Regions from separate parts of the Zea mays genome. Here all the other regions are linked to region 3. The links are chromatin contacts, called in public Hi-C maps. All regions are on one chromosome and are shown on one strand. The core of a region is the stretch at or near the end of the contact, and the rest is flanking DNA. Distances in the headings are between cores, read along the strand shown.

Region 1 (2,876 bases), core at 122-2,621, 430 kb before region 3:
TCCAATTCAGATAAGATGACCCTGGTTTGGTGCTCGAGGGAGAGGGTGAGAGTGGGATCGATCAGAGAAGACGCCATGGGAAGAAGAGGATCTGAGGATCGGTGGACCTCTGATACCAATTGTTAACACACCAAGAGGAAGGGAGTGCCAACAGGAAGGGAAGAAGAGAGTTCGGGAAGGAAGAACAGAAGCAGAAAGCTGGGAATTGTATCTTTTAGTTTTCGATCCCTTTTCCCTGTTACAAGACACGATACTTATACGATACTGGACTCCTCACCACACACACGGCCAACAGGCCGGGCTCACTTGGCCCACTCTGCACCAGCCCAATGAGAATTGGGGCGACAAACTTCTTCTCTGCATCTCATGGTTCTCAGGCAGTTGGAGCTCTTCAGCACAGACAGACTGGTAACATTTCCTAACATATTTGCAAATCACCGTCTCAATATTGACTTGCTCCCAAAAAATGGGGCCTTTTATCAAGTAGATTGATAGAGCACAAAATTGGCACATAAAACCTTTAAAGTAACTATAAATTATTCAAGGTTACAAGAAAAAATAGACATCTCGAACTTGAATCTAAAATTCAGAATCATGCACACTCTCAAATCATCCTCATACAACAAATCTCGCACACAAACAGTACCGACATATGAAGCCAACTGAAATAGGAAAAAATCATCCACAAAACATGTTCATGCAACAAAAGCATAAGCCTATACAGCTGAAAAGATCCGACCTTTAGAACTTCTTAGCCCAAAATTCAGCATAGAGGCAACTACAAATTATGAAACCGATTCTATTTCAGCGAAATTAAACAAACTTTTACGAATTTGGCCACATTTAAGGATCCACACATTCAATTTGACACTACAACCCAAAAATAGCACCTACCACGCGATTGAACCACAAACTTCGCAAGCAACAATCCACCGACAGATCCGGCGTCTATGAAGAATTACCTAGGTGGAACTCGTGGCCGCAGTGCAGCCTGGCGGTGGACCTCTCCCCGGACGCAGCGAGCACCGCGTCGAGGCAGATCGAGCAGGACACCGCGGCGGCCTTGTCCTCCTTCCCGCCCGCCTCGTCCTGCTCTGCCGGCACCCCAGCGGCCGTCGCCGCCTGATCCTTGGGCTCCGCACCGACGCCCATCCCCTCCGCCCTCCCTTCCTCTCCCCTCCTCTCCTCCTCACCAACTGCGGGATTTCTTGGCCGGATCCCACCAAATCTGAGCCGGGCCGAGGCGGGACGGAGCTCGAAACGGCCGCCCCGGCGACGGCGAGGCTGTCACCCCCGTGTCCTCGGGGATCGCGCGCGTCCTCGGGGTGTTCGCGCCCTGTCCAATCGCGAGGAGAGCGCGTTCTTGCGTGCGTTCTCTCTCCTGTCTATCTGCTCGCCTCCACGAGAAATTAGATATAGAGAGATAAAAAACTGGAAAAAAACAGGGAGCGGCGCAAGAAAGCGAATAATACGGGTGTTTTGCTATGAACACCTCGTATAGTTTGTTATTACAACTCTAACTGTCACATTGTACAGTAGTACTGTACTAAGGACTATTTTATGACTTGGTACCGTTTCTTATCTCAGTAAAAAACTACGTAAAGTCGGGAGCATATGTATAACCGAGTATTAGCTATAGACATATGAATGTATTGGTTTATATATATACTAGGTGAGTGTCCGTGCGTTGCAACGAAATATATAATATCATAATAGGTTATATATAAATGTGTGTTATACTGTTATGAGAAAAGTTCCTCGAGCACTAGGTTGGCCTAGGGTACGATGATGGAGACGTTGCCGATATGGCAGCGCACGAGGTCGTGTCACCAAAACAGGTCGTTGCAGCCCTTAGAGTCGTCCCCAAAGGAGACCACGACACCGGGGCCGATGAGGTGGGCTAGACCCCGCCGCACATCGAGAGGAGCCTGTGGAGCGGGCCAAGCATGCTTCTACCGCATTGCCGACAATGGCGTCCCCGAGGCAGCACAGGCTGCGCGGGGAGGGGTCAGTTTTGGTGCTGTGGGGAGGCGAGGGCGAGGGTCGCAATCAGCCGCGTACAAGAAGAATGGGGGCGAGGACGGAATGGAACGACGAGCGAGCCGAACAGGTGGAACTGTCGGTGCGAAGTTCGTGGGGGGCGACGACGAGGTAGCATGAGATGCCCATATTAGGTTTTAATAGTGTAATATAGATATAGATGAGAACACTCAATTTGACCGACGTCTCATACAAATTTGAAAGAAACTGGACTACATCAGTTAGACCTCCAAAACCCAGCGCTATGGATGAGTCAAAAAGAAAGAAAGAAAATGAGTAAAGTTACACCTTATCACCGACACAACACTTATAAGGGAGATGAGTCGAATAAATGGTTGCTGGGGGCGATAGACGGATCCCGGATAGTTTGTGTAGCTGCTGGAAGCTGTCGGCCTGGACCCGTCGGCATAACCTGCATAGGCACTTGCAGCTAGTGTGGGGGACAGATATCCCCTGGGTCCACTAAAGAAGTAAAAGGCCTCACGAAAGGCCCAAGGGCCCAATAATTCGTAAGGTCATTCTTTCGTGGGCCTAGGGAAAGGCAACCAACAAAGAAGACGTAAGACTGATTAGTGCAAACACAGGCGGCCCACAACGACGAACGAATGAATCACAACAAAGACCCGACTTTCCCGCGCTGAAGCCCCCATGCAGCAAGAGCCATGCGAGGATAAGTCGGCGAAGGTTACGTAGGGATAAACTCAAGAGGTTCACTATCTTTTAGCTACTTGTTGTTATCATACCCACGTGTACTGCCCTACGGTCGAGTATATAAGGCCTAGGGGGCACCCCTTCAGAAGGATCGACCCTGTTCTACTTAGCCACCCACAAAAACT
Region 2 (2,837 bases), core at 117-2,616, 270 kb before region 3:
GCGCACACCCCTCGCTGCTCGCTATAGGAGGTACTCGTCGTGCTGTCGTCCTCGCGCCATCTTCGATGCCGAAGAGGCAATACATTGAGGATTTCAACATCGTTTCTGTCCACTCCCAGACCATCCCATGCAACCACGTCTTCTTCATCCTATAGATCAATGATCACTTCATGATGGTGGCACCCTCTCCACCGCGTCCCCGTCCTGCCCTGTTCCTACGCTGATGTTAGACCGCTCCACCGCAGATCCATAACCTCAAGACGATTGAGGGAGTGCAGTAGGCGGACCACACCAGCAGTCGCGCCACAGGTAGCCTAATAGGCCACCCAACTCGTCTGCTCCTACTTAGCCACCTAGCGCCGCATCGTGACCGCATGGCTCACACCATCTCCATGTGGCCCGCAGAGCTCCCATGCTCGCCACCCCCGTCACATGTTACCTATCTGGTGTAGGCTTGTATCCATGGAGTTCCTGTGCAGCCACCAACATCGACGTCGTTGAGGGAGATCGTGTGTGTGTGTGGGGGGGGGGCGTCGGGTTTGTCCAGGCAACGCGAGCATGGGGCTAGGGCGATGGCGGCGTTGACCGTCCAAGCGAGACATGTGAGGGTGATCACATGGGTTAGGGCATTAGTGAGGGTTGGGGGGCTGAGAAGGCTAGAGGCGAGTGAGAGATGGGGGTGATAAAAACACTAAATGTTAGATGCGATTGATTAAGAGAGAGAGAGAGAGAGAGAGAGAGAGAGAGAGAGAGAGAGAGAGAGAGAGAGTAGGTAAATGAAGCGATTTGGAGCATTGATTTTAATGGTGAAATTTGGCTAGAGTTAATTTGTTGTGTACACTTAAGGGGTGTTTGAATGCACTAGAGCCAATAATTAGTTGACTAATAATTTATTAGTGGAATTAGCTAGCTAGCTCTAGGTAATTTACTAAAAATAATTAATAGATGAACTATTAGCTAGAGTGTTTGAATATCTCAAGATAATTTTAGCCACTAACTATTATCTTTAGTGCATTTAAATATGGCCTTACTAATGTTTTAACTGATGAGTTATATAGGAGTTTAGATATAGAATAGTATTAATTACTAACCCACTAATGACACACAACATGTTGAAAATTGAGAAATTAAAAACAAGCCGGCCATCCTGTTGCCAATACGCACAAACAAATCTTTTCCTCGTTTTGTTTTCCCAAAACAAAATAAGTCCTTTTCAAACACAAAACTCTGTAACAAAGTTTAAAACAAAGCAACACCCTTTTCTTCGCTCGCGGAAAATCGCTTCCTCTCTCTACCCACCACCAGCGAATTCATTTCGGAGCGATTTTTTTTTTATAAAAATGCCAGACAGCCAGCCTCCTCCCTCGCAGCCTCCCAGGCCCCCCAACTCTCTTCCTCCTCTCCCTCCCCACACCAATTCCCATTCCCAATTCGCCCTCCTCAAATCCGGCGCCCGCATTCCCGACCACCCCGCAGATCTGGGATCCGCCACCGCCGGATCCCTCGCTGCCCGCGGCGCCCCGGGACGCGCGTGATCCTACCCACAACCGTCAAGTTGGCGCCCCAGCGAAGGTCGCAGCGCCTCTCCGGCGGCGGCGCGGGCTCCGCCGCCGCGCAGCCGCCCGGAGCCTCCGGCGCACAGGCAGCGATGGGTGACTCAGGCGACGCCGTCATGGCGCGCTGGCTGCAGTCCGCGGGGCTGCAGCACCTCGCGACCTCCTCCGCCGCTGGTGCTGGCGGTGCCGACTACCGCGGTGGGATGCCTGGGCTTGGGGGCGCTGGCGCGGGGAGCATGCTGTCGAGCCTGCTCATGCAGGTGAGGTTCCTCTGCCTCTCTCTCGAAAGATGAATGCTTGATCTAGCTGTTGGAATGCGGATCGCGAAGGTGGCGTCTTCGGCGCGTTCCAGTGCCGCGTGTTCCAGATCGGGTTGTTGTCGATATGAGGTGTTGGAATCCCGCGATTTGCTTTAGGGTTTGTTGCTTTCACGGAATCGATCGGGTTCTGCTTGCCTTCATGAATAATAACTGGCCTGTGTCGTTCGGCTGTCCCGGGCTGCGGTCTACGTCACCATGATTACAATCTGCAATGATTTATAGGCCTTTTTTCACGGCTTATACTATTCTAGGATTGGGATGAGCTGTATGAAATGCCCTACCCATCGGGCAAACCCACATTGTCTAACTGATAACCATTTGTGATTATAAACATCTTTGTGTAAACTTTTCTGTGTTTTTAAATAGAGTTTGGAAAGAGAATCGTTAGGATATACTTAATGTTTGTCTTTTTTGGTTTTCTTTAGGTGGTATTTTGGTTGTTGATTACCATTTCTTTTGGGACACTTTTGAATGCCACACTCCTATCAGGGAAATAGTATGCCGAAATCAATAAGAGATGATTTCTTAAACTCATGTGTTTATTGTTCGCTATATTGGAAATAACATGGTTCAGATAAAAGCAAATTTGTACTGACTGCAGCAAGAAATGATCATGGACCTATTGTGACCAACCATGCATGGTCACATCGGATATAATTTTGGCTTTGTTGGAAGTTGAGGCATCCAGAAAACCCTAGTAACTTGAATCTAGTATGATTCTCGTGTAGTTGTTGACATTTGGCAACCAATATGGCAGATCCTTTGGGCTAAATTGGACCGACACACTATGGGAGTCCACCCGAGAGGCACTAGCAGGTCCAATCTCCTTGCACCAGGCGACCAGAATTCCACCACTTGTCCCAACATATGGCATGACCAAAATATGAGCAAAATTGCTCCCAAGGATTGTTGAGACGGTGTATTTGGATATGTCAGACATTTTTGTCTCTTGGATACAAAC
Region 3 (3,010 bases), core at 446-2,945:
GGTTGATCCTCACGCTGCAGGCTGATGAAATAAGACTGGAGCTTCTTCGCAGCCTCCATGAAATCCCTCGCGTGCCTTTCAACATCAACCGTGCAACTCAGTAGAAACCGCGACACTTAAATATCCTGTTTGGTAGGACCGAATGTCAAAGTGCAATTTTACTTATCTAATAACCATTGTGCACAATTTAAGTCCGCATATAAAAAATGATACAAGATTCGTTCTCCTCAGTCTCAGGACCTAATCAACTAATCGCTATGCATTTGCCTGGGAACAAGAAAGATGCAAAATATCCCTCTAGAAAGAGGAAGGCCCCGTCATCCATCTCGGATTCTCGTAGGCAAAACAACGCACACCTGGCGCGCGACGGCGCCGTGGACCGAACGAGCACCACGAGGCTTGGCTAGTGCCGCAGCAGCGCAGAGCGAAGTAGAGAGGAAGAGAGGGAGGAAATGATGGGGGGTCGGCACTCCGTACTCTGGTGGGAGGACCGGAGGGAGCGGTCGACGGCCTGGAGCTCGCGCGCGGGCAGGCACGGCAGCAGGTCCGCGCGCCCGCCCTCCACGGGAGTCTGCTGCGCCGATGGCGGGGGCGGCGTCTGCGCTGGCGACTGCGTCGACGTAGGTTCAGCCATGCCGGAGAGGGTGAGTGTCCGACGGAGGTTTGGAAGGGCCTCCGATTGCTTTTGACAACCGTTGAATTTTTTTCTATGCAGTACTCCTTTTAATAGCTCTCAGCTTATTTATAGGTGGTATTATCCTTCTTACTCTAACGTCTTTTTAATTAGGAAAATTCCAAATTACTCTTAATGTTCGCATAAACCTCTAAACTAATTTTTAGAACACTTAAGAAGAATGGAGCGACTCCATCTTATTTTCTGGATGTTTGATTTTCAACAGAAAAAAGAGTGGAGCGGTTCCTAGAGTTTCCATATGAAAATTTAACATAAATAGTTAGAATATTCCCGCTCTATAAAAACGACCAGATGTGAGCGCTTTTCCGAATGCGAGCGCTCTGCTCCCTCTCATCCCCTCTATACTCATATGACTCTCTAACCAAACAAAGAACGAAGCGTCTTCACTCTATTCTACTTTTTAACCAAACAAAAAATGGAGGGACTTCACTCTACTTGCCAAATGCAGGATAAAACGATTGTATTCTCAAAAACTAGAATAGAATCGCTCCATTCTAGTTGACTCTCCAACCAAACACACCCTTACTCATCCACTCCTTTAAGTTGGTTCAATTTACTCCTTAACAAAATTTATTTTTTCTTCACGTAAAAAACAAGTTATTTGTTCAAATTTGTTGGTTAGTAGCTAATAGCATATTTTAGAGTAACTAAAAAAATATATTATGATTCTTTATAATCATTTTGATAGGTTAGAAATCTAATAAAATAATAACTTTAATGGTATAAAACTAAATATAAAATATTGATAAAAATTTCTAATATATTTTTCAAACATAAATTATGATATCCTTGAAATTCAACTTGTTATATTTATTGTGACATAACTAAACTTTAGTCAAAAGGAACCAAACAATATAATAGACCATAAAAGTCTATCTCCGTAGTCCATCAAGGCCCACGTATGACAGCCCAATAGCCCACTAATTCAAAACCCTAGCAGCACCACCCGTCTTCCTCTTCACCCACATTATAAAGATCCTCCACTTCGCACTTTCGCCGCCGCCTCTCTCCTTCCCGAGCAGGAGGCGGACAAGGTAAGCAGCAATCGCAGGAACCCTAGCGCCGCCGCACCCGCAGGAATGGTGAGCAGCCGTTCCATTCCTCGCAGCCCTTTCCAGATGGCTTCTGCGCTGTTTCCTGACGCGGATGTCGCGCTGTGTCATAGGGTATCGACCTCGTCGCCGGTGGGAGGAATAAGAAGACCAAGCGCACTGCGCCCAAGTCTGACGATGTCTACCTCAAGCTCCTCGTCAAGGTAAGCGGCGTCGTTATCTTCGATAGATCTGCCCGTGGTCGCGTGTTTGGTTCTGAAAATGCCGTGTGATCTGTAGTCCCATACTGTTATGCTAACAATTGCATCATTTTCGAGGATATTGCTTGTTGCGCCGGTGTAGTAATCCTGTAAGCTTCATCGGCCTGAAGCGACTTTGGAAGATAAAAAGAATTCATCTCTCTTTCATATAATAGATAGATGTGCAGTACCTTTGGGTTATCTGCTTGCCATGTATTAAAGGTGTCATGTCGTTCTACGTTTTTGTGTATCCCGCGATTTTGATTTGTGTTATGCTCGGGTGCAGCTCTACCGTTTCTTGGTCAGGAGGACCAAGAGCAATTTCAACGCTGTCATTCTCAAGAGGCTTTTCATGAGTAAAACCAACCGACCACCAATCTCCATGCGCCGCCTTGTCAAGTTTATGGAAGGAAAGGTATGCATCTGACAGCCACTCGAGAACAATCTGTTATTGCAAAATGAAATGTAACGTGCTTGTATTTTTTTTGTTCACGTGCTACTTTATTGTCAGATTAGTTGTGTATGTTAATAGTAGTGGATGAAAAATTGCTGACAAGCAAAATGGTTAGTCTAGCTGGTTTGCATTTGGCCATGGATATGGTGCTGAAATAGTGTCTTGTATGTTAACAGGAGAAGAACATTGCTGTCATTGTTGGCACAGTCACAGATGACAAAAGGATCCAGGAGGTTCCAGCAATGAAGGTTACTGCCCTGAGGTTCACGGAGACAGCAAGGGCCAGGATTGTCAATGCTGGTGGCGAGTGCCTCACATTTGACCAGCTTGCTCTTCGTGCTCCACTTGGCGAGAACACGGTATGCTTTGTTTTTTTTATGTTGAACGGTACAAGCTGTGTGAACATTAGTCTGCATTTTAAACTATTGTGTTTCTGAACAGAGTTAAGCCTTATGCTCCTAACAACAATTAAGTGTTGTGTAAGTTAACCATGCTATAGGCGCTGATTGTTTAGCGGGATACTTTTTAAGATTCCTTACAGAAGCAAGTATTTCAACTCTATTTTAATCTA

Evidence for each region. A called contact is a pair of places that touch in the nucleus more often than the background predicts.
Region 1: a contact with region 3 is called in a Hi-C map of ear, with 2.4 times the contacts expected there. The contact joins the promoter of LOC100280330 here to the promoter of LOC100194344 in region 3. A contact is called at or near these places in 2 of 25 Hi-C or Micro-C datasets (ear and leaf).
Region 2: a Hi-C map of leaf mesophyll shows a contact between it and region 3, with 4 times the contacts expected there. The contact joins the promoter of LOC100302578 here to the promoter of LOC100194344 in region 3. A contact is called at or near these places in 5 of 25 Hi-C or Micro-C datasets (ear, endosperm, leaf and 1 more).

The regions. Positions count from the first base shown.
Region 1 is chr6:137,741,589-137,744,464 of Zm-B73-REFERENCE-NAM-5.0, forward strand. It overlaps LOC100280330, which reads right to left and starts at 1,372. Exons shown (of 6, transcript NM_001153256.1): 1 at 963-1,372. The coding sequence starts at 1,152.
Region 2 is chr6:137,904,546-137,907,382 of Zm-B73-REFERENCE-NAM-5.0, forward strand. It overlaps LOC100302578 (ATP binding protein), which reads left to right and starts at 1,367. Exons shown (of 12, transcript NM_001163739.2): 1 at 1,367-1,816. The coding sequence starts at 1,649.
Region 3 is chr6:138,174,223-138,177,232 of Zm-B73-REFERENCE-NAM-5.0, forward strand. It overlaps LOC100194344 (60S ribosomal protein L18-like), which reads left to right and starts at 1,696. Exons shown (of 5, transcript NM_001139380.1): 1 at 1,696-1,776; 2 at 1,860-1,949; 3 at 2,272-2,400; 4 at 2,616-2,798. The coding sequence starts at 1,774. It also overlaps the pseudogene LOC103630067.